3 separate regions of the Gossypium hirsutum genome follow, and all the other regions are linked to region 1. A link is a contact called in public Hi-C data. All regions are on one chromosome and are shown on one strand. The core of a region is the stretch at or near the end of the contact, and the rest is flanking DNA. Distances in the headings are between cores, read along the strand shown.

Region 1 (3,495 bases), core at 346-2,845:
ATCTAAGGCTGAAACCGATGAGTGTCTTCCCATTGATGATTCCAGGATATTATAATAGGAACTTTCTAACAAAGTCGTGAACCCAACACACAATTGTGTCATTAGACTTTCAGCTTGCTCTTCTATTCTAGCCTCTCGAATTGGAACATATGTCGACCTCTGACCGCCTTCATCTGTGTTTGCAAACTCCACATATAACTAGAGTATTGGTGATCTACTAGCAATATGCATTTGGACCATCGCCTCCATCCCCTTTGCACCTTTGATATTGAAATCCTTATATTTGATTGGGTCGACAGAAACACAGAATCGATATTTCAATAACGATACTCTCATTTAGGTGGATTTGATGATTTTTCATCTAATTCATGCACGGAGCTCTAGCAATTGTATGTTCGAGTTGAAAGCCAATCGCGTTGTGTTCTCCAATGAAAAAATAACCCTAATGTCGGTGTCACGAACTTCATTGTCGTAATAAACAAAAACATTAATTTGTTCACTCATTTCAACGAAATAACCTATTTCGTATGTTGGAAACAAAAACATTATGCAGAAAAATAGAGTTGTAATTATATATGAACAACAAAAATCGAACCTTACTTGATGTAATTACGTGTTTGCTCGAAATTATGCCTTACGAATGTCTTGCGAACTTCCTCTTCGTGCAATTCAGTATGCTTGAAATTGACTTATGACGCTGATGTTGAAAATGATCCATTTATACAGCAGGGGGTGAGTGGCAAAATGATTTAGAAAATATTATATCGGGATGTTTAATGGATGAGTGGGAACTTTGCAGCAGTTGAAATCGGGAGAGTGAAAACACTCCCTACAGGGCGCTTTTCAGTGTCATGGCAAAAAAATGCACTGAAAGCACGCCCAGCTGAAAGCGCTTTCAGTGCCATGTCAGCTACAATAGTTGAAATCAATTTCATATTATTTTTAAATATTTTAAAAAATAAAATTAAAAAATTATTTTTAATATAATATTTGATTTGGTTAAAAAAATCAAATTATTCATTAGAGATTCTTTTCAAAAAATGATTCAAGCTCATTCAAAAGAAAAGTCATATTTTAGAAAAAAAAAGGTTTTTTTTTATGTTGATTAATTAATCATTTTCCGTAAAACAAATATAAAAAGGATAAAAACATTTTTTTGTAAGTTTTTTATATGAATCAAACATTACCCAAGTTTACAACAGAAATCAATTATGTATTTGATACTTGGGCAATTATTTAATCTTACTTAAAAATAATCATGAATATTTTGTTTTAAAAATAAAGAAATGAAGTTTTGAGGTATATAGCGCGATGGCAAACATGTTTCTTAATTTAAATGGGAAGGAGAGGAGCGTGGGGTAGCGTAGGAGCTCATAAGTTGCCAATAGTAAATGGCAAAGGAACAAGAACCAGAAAAAGTTAAATTAATTAATTAATTAATATACAAAAGATGGAAAAAAAAAGGTAAAAAGAAATCCTCAAAGGACATAAATGTCATTTTCTTGCACATAAATTTTAAGGTTCACATCTTTCTCTCCCTCTCTCTCTTTCTCTAACTGAAAACGACTGCAAGCAACCTGTGGTCTACCTATGAAGATATATAAATTAATCAATTTCTTTTTGGTACATAAATGGTTAAAAAATTAATGTATGGGAATTCATACACCGACTCTGAATTCTGAAACCATCCTCTTTCTTTATATAGATATATAGTATGGCTCTCTTGTAGTTATCTTCATCACCCCACCTCCGGCCCCTTTCTCGCGCTCTTTTCTTTTTTCTTTCTTTTTCAAGCCATCTTCTTCTACCTCTTCTTATTCTCTTGTTTTTCAGCATATATAATTCAACTCCTCCTTCAGTAATGGTGGATCTTCAAACTGTCTGCTGCATGTGCGGCGACGTTGGTTTTCCTGACAAACTCTTCCGCTGTAACAAGTGCCACCACCGCTTTCAACACTCGTATGTATTATTCTCTCTTTCCATCATCTTCATCATCATCATCATCACTGGGCTTGAAAGCTACCCCTAACTGAATTATCTTACCAAGTAGATAACTGGATGCCCACCACATCTCCCCCAAGCACCACCAACCAACATGGTTTCGTAAAACCCCAACTCAACATCCTAAGCTATCATCATCTTATTATAGATAAACCATATTTCATGTTTTTTAATACCCAATTTTTTTATATAAAAAAACAAAGAAAAATCTTTTAAGTTTCTCTTATTTTATGGCTCGAAACGACTTGTTTATCCTTGCAGGTATTGCAGCAACTATTACAGCGAGTTGGCAGAGCCAATTGGACTGTGTGATTGGTGCCAAAGCGAAGAAAGAAACTCAAGGCATGGAAGCTCTTCAAAGAAATCATCAGGTGGAAACGGAAGTGGAATAATCGTAAACCGATCCGAGTATTCGGGTGACAAGATCAAGCAACACGATCGAGACGAGAGTAGTGGTGGTGATCACAAAGGAAAGAGCAGCGGCACTCCTTCTCCCAGGCCTACCACACGCAGGTACAAGCTTCTCAAGGATGTCATGTGTTGAGAAAAAAGAACCTCTCTTCCACCCCCAAAAGAAAGAGTAAAGAAAACCAACTTTTTTGGTGTGTTGATAGTAGCAAAATGTTTATAAGGTGTGTTTTCTTTTGAGGGTTATGGATGCATTTTGTTGACAGTATGGTTTTCAGTTTCACTTTTTCCCTGTAAATTGTTAATAAAATAATGTACAACTTTTTTTTATCAAATTGGATCGGTGGCACAAGTTTTTAAGCTTTTTTCTGTTCCTTCCCCCGTTTGTCCTAGTGTTAGATTTGGAAAATTAGAAACAGGTTGCCTGCATGAAAAATGTTGGATATCACCTAATTAAAAATGTCCCAGTAAGTCACTCTAATATAACAAATTACATGAGCCTTGTTTGGATAAGCATGGGGGAGTTTAGGGTGACTATTATTTATGTGAACGCTAGGGTTTGTTTGGTGACCACGAAAGGGTGAGTGGGGGAGTAGCACGTCCATTTCCTTTCACTTTGTTGAATCTCTTAAGGAGAATTCAATGCACTTAATTTGTTTTGTCTTTTAGACCAAAGAAAATTCATGGCACCTAAAGCTGCAAACTTTTATGGATTCATTCAAGGCCTTTAATTGCGAGGCCCTCCCATGATTAGTTTTTAGAAGAAAAAGACAAGATGAGAATTGCCTGCAAAATGGGTCATTTTATATATTATAAAAATGTCAAACACGACCTTCCGTGAAGAAAATAAAAAAGCATGGTAAATGTTTTAACATTGAGGTTGAAGTAGAGTATAGGAGAGGACAGATTGGCTAAGCCATTTATTTAAGTCATTAGCTGTACATATATATTTTACATGCTTCTACTGTTGTTGACATGTAGCTCTGTAAAATATCTCCGAAGTACACACAAACTCATAAAGTCTCTCAGCCACTGTGTCTGTCTGCCCATTTATGACAAACCAACAAACCCTTTTTATTTTTTCCC
Region 2 (3,484 bases), core at 864-3,363, 210 kb after region 1:
TGTCTGAATTTGGAAAGCTAATGTCTATATATTCATAAATGTGTGTTTTGGCAATATGATAGGCTATATATGTGTGTCTTATTAAATGGAAAATTTTGGATGTATAATGGTATGATTTGATCACGAAAATGGTATGGTTAATGTTGTTTGAATGGTTGAAAGCATGATAGATAAGTTGGTACTTTTGCTAAGTTGTTTGAGATTCTTTTTTTGTACCAAATTAAGGCAAGATGATTTGATTGATTTTGTCATAGATTAAATGATGAAATGGAATGCATTTCGGAGTGTTTTATGCAGGTTTTTATGTGTCCTTTAAGGCACCTATTGAATACTTTCTAGTTTGAGCAAGAAATGGGCACCAAAATGAACGTTTTTGACACATTGGCTTTAAAGTATCGATACCCTAGTAAAGGTATCGATTCTTAGCAATTTTCAATCAGTTTTCAAACAAACAAAATGTCAAAACAATGTCGATACTGGACTAAAGTATCAAAACTCGACATCAAGGTACCGATACTTTACACGAGTATCAAAACACTAGTATTTTGATAAGCTTTTACAAAATAAATAGAATCATAAAACGGTATCAATACTAGAATATGATATCAATACTTGTTGATTTGAGGATGAATTTTCCAAACACCGAAATTAAATTTGGTATCGATGCCTTTTAGAGGTATCGTTACCTATTCTAAAATTTTGAAAATTTTCAATTTGGCCCTATTTCATGTTCAAACTAACAATTAAGTTTTCGTATGTGTGATTGAGTCTCGGTAAAGTCTCTTTATCATATAATGACTATAATTATGAAATATTTGTATGTTTAAATGGTTTATTTTCAATGTTTTCGTCAGTAGTTGCTCCGGAAATGATTGTAACATTCTATAACTCATACTCGACGATCAGGTAGGACGAGGGGTGTTACAATTAGAGTGTTGTCACTTCATCCTTTCGCAACATTGTCCATGTGTTTGACTCCATGATAAAATAAAAAAACAACAACAATAAACAAAACAACCCAATTTTCAATAAATTCCCGATTCAATTTTATGACAATAAAAAGTACTCACTACGTTAAGTAAACCCAAATATAATTCTAATTGCTTCAATTCTTTTTTAAACTTTTATTTGCTTCATCAACGGTGATCAGCTCAAGCTAACAAAAAATCAGTTGATTATCATAGAGAGATATTATGTTCTCTACCATTTGAAGTATAAGGAAAGCAATGTATTTCTAATTATCTTATTTAATAATAAGAATTTAAAAAAAAATGTCTTTGTGATTATTTCTAATTTACATATTGTGAATTGAATTATTTAAAAAAGGATAAATTAAAATAATTTGTAAATATTAAAAGTTAAATTTATTATATACTAAATTTAAAAGTTGTCATGTAATCTTTCTGTTAATCGTTTAATAATTTGTGACAAAAAAATTTAAATGAGATTTTGTAAGTTTTGAATGGGGAAATCAAACTTTATTTTATCCTAAATTATATTCTCTTGGTCTAACTAAATTTATTGCATTTTGAAGTGATAGAATTACTAAGTTGCAATAGATAAAACAATGGAGTCACTGACTCTGGAATCACACGTTATTCTATCTTTGAAAATCGAAAGTAACCCCCCAACCAACAAATTAATAAAGAAAAAATGGAAGTAAAACTGCCCATCTTCTTCATGGCAAATAGCGAAGCAAGAGGTAGGTATAAAAATCCGAAATGGCTTCCCGAACTGTTGGCCAAGTCCCCCACAAAGGACAATCCATCTACCAACTGATCACGCGCAGTGCACGTGAACCCTGCAAAAACCCATATCAAGCCAAATGAGTTAAGGTCCCCACCTTCTACATGACTGATAAAAAACCTGCAATCCTGCATGCAAAAAACAGCTTTGAAAAGTAGTCATCCCCGCACCGGCTTCCTCCATTAACACTGGCCCGAGCTTTGGCACTGCATGCCAGTTGGTAGTGTAGCCTTAATTAGAGCTGCCTGGTTTTTGTAGTTGCATTCAAAGCTGAGGGGTCCCACTTTCGTCTTTCCTCTCCCCTTCACAATGCATCTCGCTGAAGAAGAGGGTTGGCCCCAACTGTAATTAAAGATGAAAAGGACGTGTTTGAGGGGTCCCTGCAAAGCTGGAGAATGGGGAGCCAAGGGATTTGCTGCACTCCTTCCATGAAGCAATATGCAAGTGAAACGTTGTTTTCAACTCTTTGTCCATACACTTAACCACAAAGGAAAACAACTCCAACTCCAACTTCATTTTATAATCTTTTTATATATAACATAATATTTATTATTCTCAAATGACCGCTTTGTTTTCTAAAAAGAGAAAATCAAACTCCATTTCCATTTGAGTTTGATGAATAGTGTTTGACTTGTGAGAGGATTCTTTTTAAATAATAATAATATTAGTGGGTATAATCTTGGCAGATTCTCTCCATCATTTTCCTTTCTGTTTGTCTGATAATAAAATTATTTGAAGTGCCCAGGCAGCTCTCCTTTTTTAAGGGTTTCCCCTTCAACAAATAAGATATTCGCTACTTTATTATCCCTTTTTGTCCATAAAATTCAGATAATTAAATATTGCACATGGGCTGATGCAATGGAACATTGGATCTTTTTATATGATTAGGGATATCTAAAATCACTTTTTCAAACAATCATACAATAATCAATAAATGATAGGACTTTGGGGGGGGTGTTGAATCATTACATGCACTTCCTTTTAACAACCCAACAAAAAATAATGTTATTTTTTATTTTTATAATTAAAGGTCTTGAGAATAGTGGTTCAAATTTTCTTTTTTCTTGAAATCTAATATTCAAACCTTATTATTGTGTTCCGAGTGGTTTTTTTTTTAAAACAAACTTTCCTTTTTCTTTTAATTATTGAATTAGGCTGTTTTGTAAAAAACTTACGGGGCTAGGTCGAAATAATGAAAATATTTCCAATTAGAAGCATTTTTAACGAATTTGTAGGAAAGTATTTTCAGTGTATTGATAGAAAAATACTTCGAACTAGAAGCACTTTCTGCTCCCAGTATCTTTTTTAGAAATATTTTGGTGCCATCTCTTGTGAAAATAAAACTTATAAAACAAGTATTTATATAGACTTTAAGTCTCATTTTTCTTGTTTTCTTAAACGACATGGGATATAGGTCTATATAGACTCAATCCATTTGCAGTTTGTTCCTAAACAATATGGGATTTCTCACTTTTTTAACTAACAACATAAATAAAATTAAAGGCTACACTTAATTCTTAAAAACTAAAGACAAAACTTTGTACAATATTAAACTCTAACAAATTATTTTGTCATTTTTAAATGCTATCCTTTTGCTTGAGATTATTCAGATTATAAATTGAGGTTAGTCATTAGAAAACTAATTATTATCTTTAAATTATTTTTGGGTAATTTGGGTAAATCATTTTTTTATTTTTTATTTTCTTTCATTTTTTATCATGAAAATTTTATACATTTG
Region 3 (3,475 bases), core at 540-3,039, 250 kb before region 1:
AAATTATCTTCCTCTGGTGTGTGCTGGTTTTTCAATAGCAGGATTTTTTCTGCTTATTGGATTGTTAAATACACTTATCCTAAAAAGTGCATAGTTTATGCATGAAAGTTCATCAGTGGTGGAGAACTTATACTCTTGGTTTCGGCTGATTCTAGAATTCTTCTGTGTTAAACACATAAGTTATAGCTTTTCTTTCTTTTTTTAATAATAATCTAAAGGTAAGAATGAAATGTTGATGACAATAGAGAATTCACTGTTTCCTAAGGTATACTTGAGCTGTTTTAATTAGAGTGCTTTGGGTTGTGTGTTCAATGGGAATTGGTAATCCCCGGGAATTGAAAAGTATCTAAATTGCTGAAATGACTTTTCAAACAGCTTTTATCCAACAAACTGTTCATGCGGTGATGTATATATCCACTTCAAAAGTTTCTTGTTCTTAATATACATCCTGGAATTACATTGACTTCTAGTTCCTATTTGATGAAACTTTAATGTACATTAGAATATCATTAGAAAATGTGTATTGCACAAATTATAGTGGATCATTTCCCTAGATCAACTTAAGCCCTTTAATCAAGCATCTATGAAATATATTTCATAAATTTATGCTTCCAGCGAAGTGCATCAGTAGCCGAAGACGAGCTGATCCGTGGCCGGACAAAACTCAGGTTTGTAATTTCAAATGAAGTACAGTGTAATGTTAACTTCTGCCTCTTGAGGCTAATTATTGCCATTGGACATATTCAATTTTGTTTCAGGCAAGCAGGCAAGCAGATCCGAAGTGTAATTCAGTCAGCTTATAAGATTGAAAGACAAGCAGCAGGTATTCAAGTACTCTCTCTCAATTAGGTTCATTGAATTATTTTCAGCATTTGTAAGGCTGAGAAAACTTCCTTATATTATGTCGCATCAGGACTAAAAGATACCCTTGGAGAACTTCCAAGCAGAGAGGCATCTCGGTTTCGATCGCAGGTATGTTCTTCGAATATTATGAATGGACTTGTTTTTTGAATATATATAAGTATATTGATTGTCATATAATGAAATGCATAGACCATAAACCTGGATGACTGCTGCTGTTTTCCTTGGAAGCATTGCTTATATGGAATAATTGATTTGCAGGTTTCCAGCCTTGCGTCTCAGGCAAAGCGAGAACGGAATGTTTTGACAAAGGAGGTTTCAAAAATTAGTAATCATGGAATTGCAGTTTGAGGCATCTCTTGTCCCTGCTATTTTGTTAAGTTCACATGTCACTGTTTTCATCACTAACACGATGTTTTGAGTGGATACATTTTGGGTGGAGGTTCTATCATTATATTCAAATTTTAATTGGAGCCTGATGTTTACACGTCGGGGAACATGTATAAAATAAACGAACTTCCTACATGAATTTTAGTATTCCATTTTTAAGGCCCTGGTTTCTGAACTTAGAAGGTCTCAAGGTTTGGTTTCAAGGCCTCATAGTTTGGTCCAATCTATGGAAATAGAATTGTAGTAATCCAGCACGAATAATTCATTAAACCTATGTCTGGGTTGTGAGAAAAATAAATTATAAATCACAAAGGGTAGCAAGTGATATATTATAGTTCTTTCAATTTTATCTTTTTCAAAAATAAATTTGAATTAAGTGTGTTGATTTTCATATGGTTATATTATTATTATTATTTAAAAATAAGTTAAGTATTTGGTATACTTGTAGTCTATTTTTGTAACTGTAAAATTGATAATTAAGATGAATATTAAATCTTAAATCAGCAGGAATACTTGATTAAAGAGAAGAAGGAAAAACACAACATTGTGTATTCAGCAAGTTTCGCGGCAAATCTTTTAATTAGCAAAATTTCACCATCGGCTCAAGTATGAGCTTCTCTTTGTAAAATGTTAAAACAGACAGATAAGTTCTAAGCTCACATGCTTTAGAAATTGGGATCAATCATTTTATAATGTTCGTTATTAAAATTTGAAAGGTGAAAGCAGGCAAGGACACAGAGCTATGAAGCCATTGTTAGCATGAAGCCGCCATGCCATCCTAGAACAATGTCAGGCAGGAGACAAGCAAGCAAGAAATCGGAAACAGTCCCTTCAATCCACGTATAGTATTCCTTGGCTACTGGTGTCGATCCCTACCAATCATAAACAGCTATTTTGGGTTGGCCCAGAAAATTGAAATTGGGATATTGGACGCCATTGATTACAGTTTTATCCCCCAAAGTCCCACTGTGTTTGAACCACAGATTTCAATTTTTTTTTTTTAATCAGTTGGTGCTGGCGCGAAGAAATAGAGAAACCCAAGCACCATGTCACTCGCGGCTCTCACTCTATCGTCTCCTCTTACTGTCTCCACTACCACCAAACAAAAACCACGGCCTCCTCACTATCCTAGACCTAAAATCACATGCTCCTCCCTCACCACCCAATCAGCCAAACAACACCTCCTCAATCTCATCTCCGACCAGGAGCGGGGTCTCAAAACCCAAAACGACACTAACAAACGCGATTCAATAATCAAAGCCATTGATGCCATGGCCGTTCTGGGCCGCAATACTGTCACCACAGGCGACTCCCTATCCGCCACGTGGCGGCTTCTATGGACTACGGAGAAAGAGCAGCTCTTCATTATAGAGAAAGCTTACCTCTTCGGTACTCAAGCCGGCGACGTTTTGCAGGTCATAGATGTCGACAACAAGACCCTCAATAACGTTATTACCTTTCCACCCGACGGAGTTTTCTTCGTTCGGTCCAGCATTGAAATTGCGTCGTCTCAGAGAGTGAATTTCAAGTAATTACTTCTTCTTCAGCAAAACCTACTTTTCCTTCTTTTCCTCTCGCTTAACGACTGAATAAAATTGTATTTTGAATTTCTAGGTTTACGAGTGCGGTTCTCAGGGGAAAAAACTGGGAGTTCCCGTTGCCTCCATTTGGGCAGGGTTGGTGAGCACTTGTATCTTTTTTATATATATTATTGACTGTAATAATTCTCATTTATTTTGCAGTAATACATAATTTTAGGTCTTGATTTACATTAGGAACTCTGGGTTCCAAGCTTAGCATTTGACAATAAGGTCCACTCCTCCTTGATGCCTTTTCTTAAGTTGCAATTCTATAAAAACATGTTTAATACTGATAGTAAATATTTCCTTGTGTTTGATGGCAATTTCTTATGGATACGGTTTCCTGTTCTTTTTGAGAAAGCCGAGAAGTGTTTTTCTGATTGTAAGATTCTGTATAGGTTTGAAACTGTTTACCTTGATGATGAGATACGAGTTGTGAAGGATATCAGGGATGATTATTTAGTTGTCGAGCGTGCACCATACAACTGGAAAGAATAAAGTGGATGAACCTTGCCTCTCTTTGTAATCAAATGTGAGCTTTCTAACCCTTTATCTAATTGAAACTTAGTTATTTCTTCCTTCTGTTTGACTTGATTTGAGGTTTGTTAGAGGCCATTATGAGCTATAAATAACTGGGTAAGAAG

What was found. Hi-C and Micro-C count contacts between places; a contact is called where the count stands out from the background.
Region 2: a contact with region 1 is called in a Hi-C map of leaf, with 1.7 times the contacts expected there. The contact joins the enhancer-like site here to the promoter of LOC107952715 in region 1. A contact is called at or near these places in 2 of 34 Hi-C or Micro-C datasets (both in leaf).
Region 3: a contact with region 1 is called in a Hi-C map of leaf, with 3 times the contacts expected there. The contact joins the promoter of LOC107952163 here to the promoter of LOC107952715 in region 1. A contact is called at or near these places in 22 of 34 Hi-C or Micro-C datasets (anther, callus, hypocotyl and 3 more).

Annotation. Positions count from the first base shown.
Region 1 is chrA07:37,096,912-37,100,406 of Gossypium_hirsutum_v2.1, forward strand. It overlaps LOC107952715, which reads left to right and starts at 1,596. Exons shown (of 2, transcript XM_016887875.2): 1 at 1,596-1,959; 2 at 2,263-2,769. The coding sequence starts at 1,862. The coding sequence ends at 2,545.
Region 2 is chrA07:37,306,203-37,309,686 of Gossypium_hirsutum_v2.1, forward strand. No RefSeq gene overlaps it. Among protein-coding and RNA genes, the nearest start is that of LOC121204232, 20 kb to the left of the region's middle. Within about 2 kb of position 2,114, at least 5 of the 9 cell types and tissues checked have an H3K27ac peak or open chromatin away from gene starts, as enhancers often do. A contact at or near this core is called in leaf, where this site is marked.
Region 3 is chrA07:36,843,100-36,846,574 of Gossypium_hirsutum_v2.1, forward strand. LOC107952163 (probable plastid-lipid-associated protein 11, chloroplastic) reads left to right here and starts at 1,790. Exons shown (of 5, transcript XR_005930053.1): 1 at 1,790-2,779; 2 at 2,866-2,931; 3 at 3,230-3,363. It overlaps LOC107952162, which reads left to right. Exons shown (of 9, transcript XM_016887443.2): 6 at 616-668; 7 at 759-823; 8 at 914-972; 9 at 1,123-1,386. The coding sequence ends at 1,212.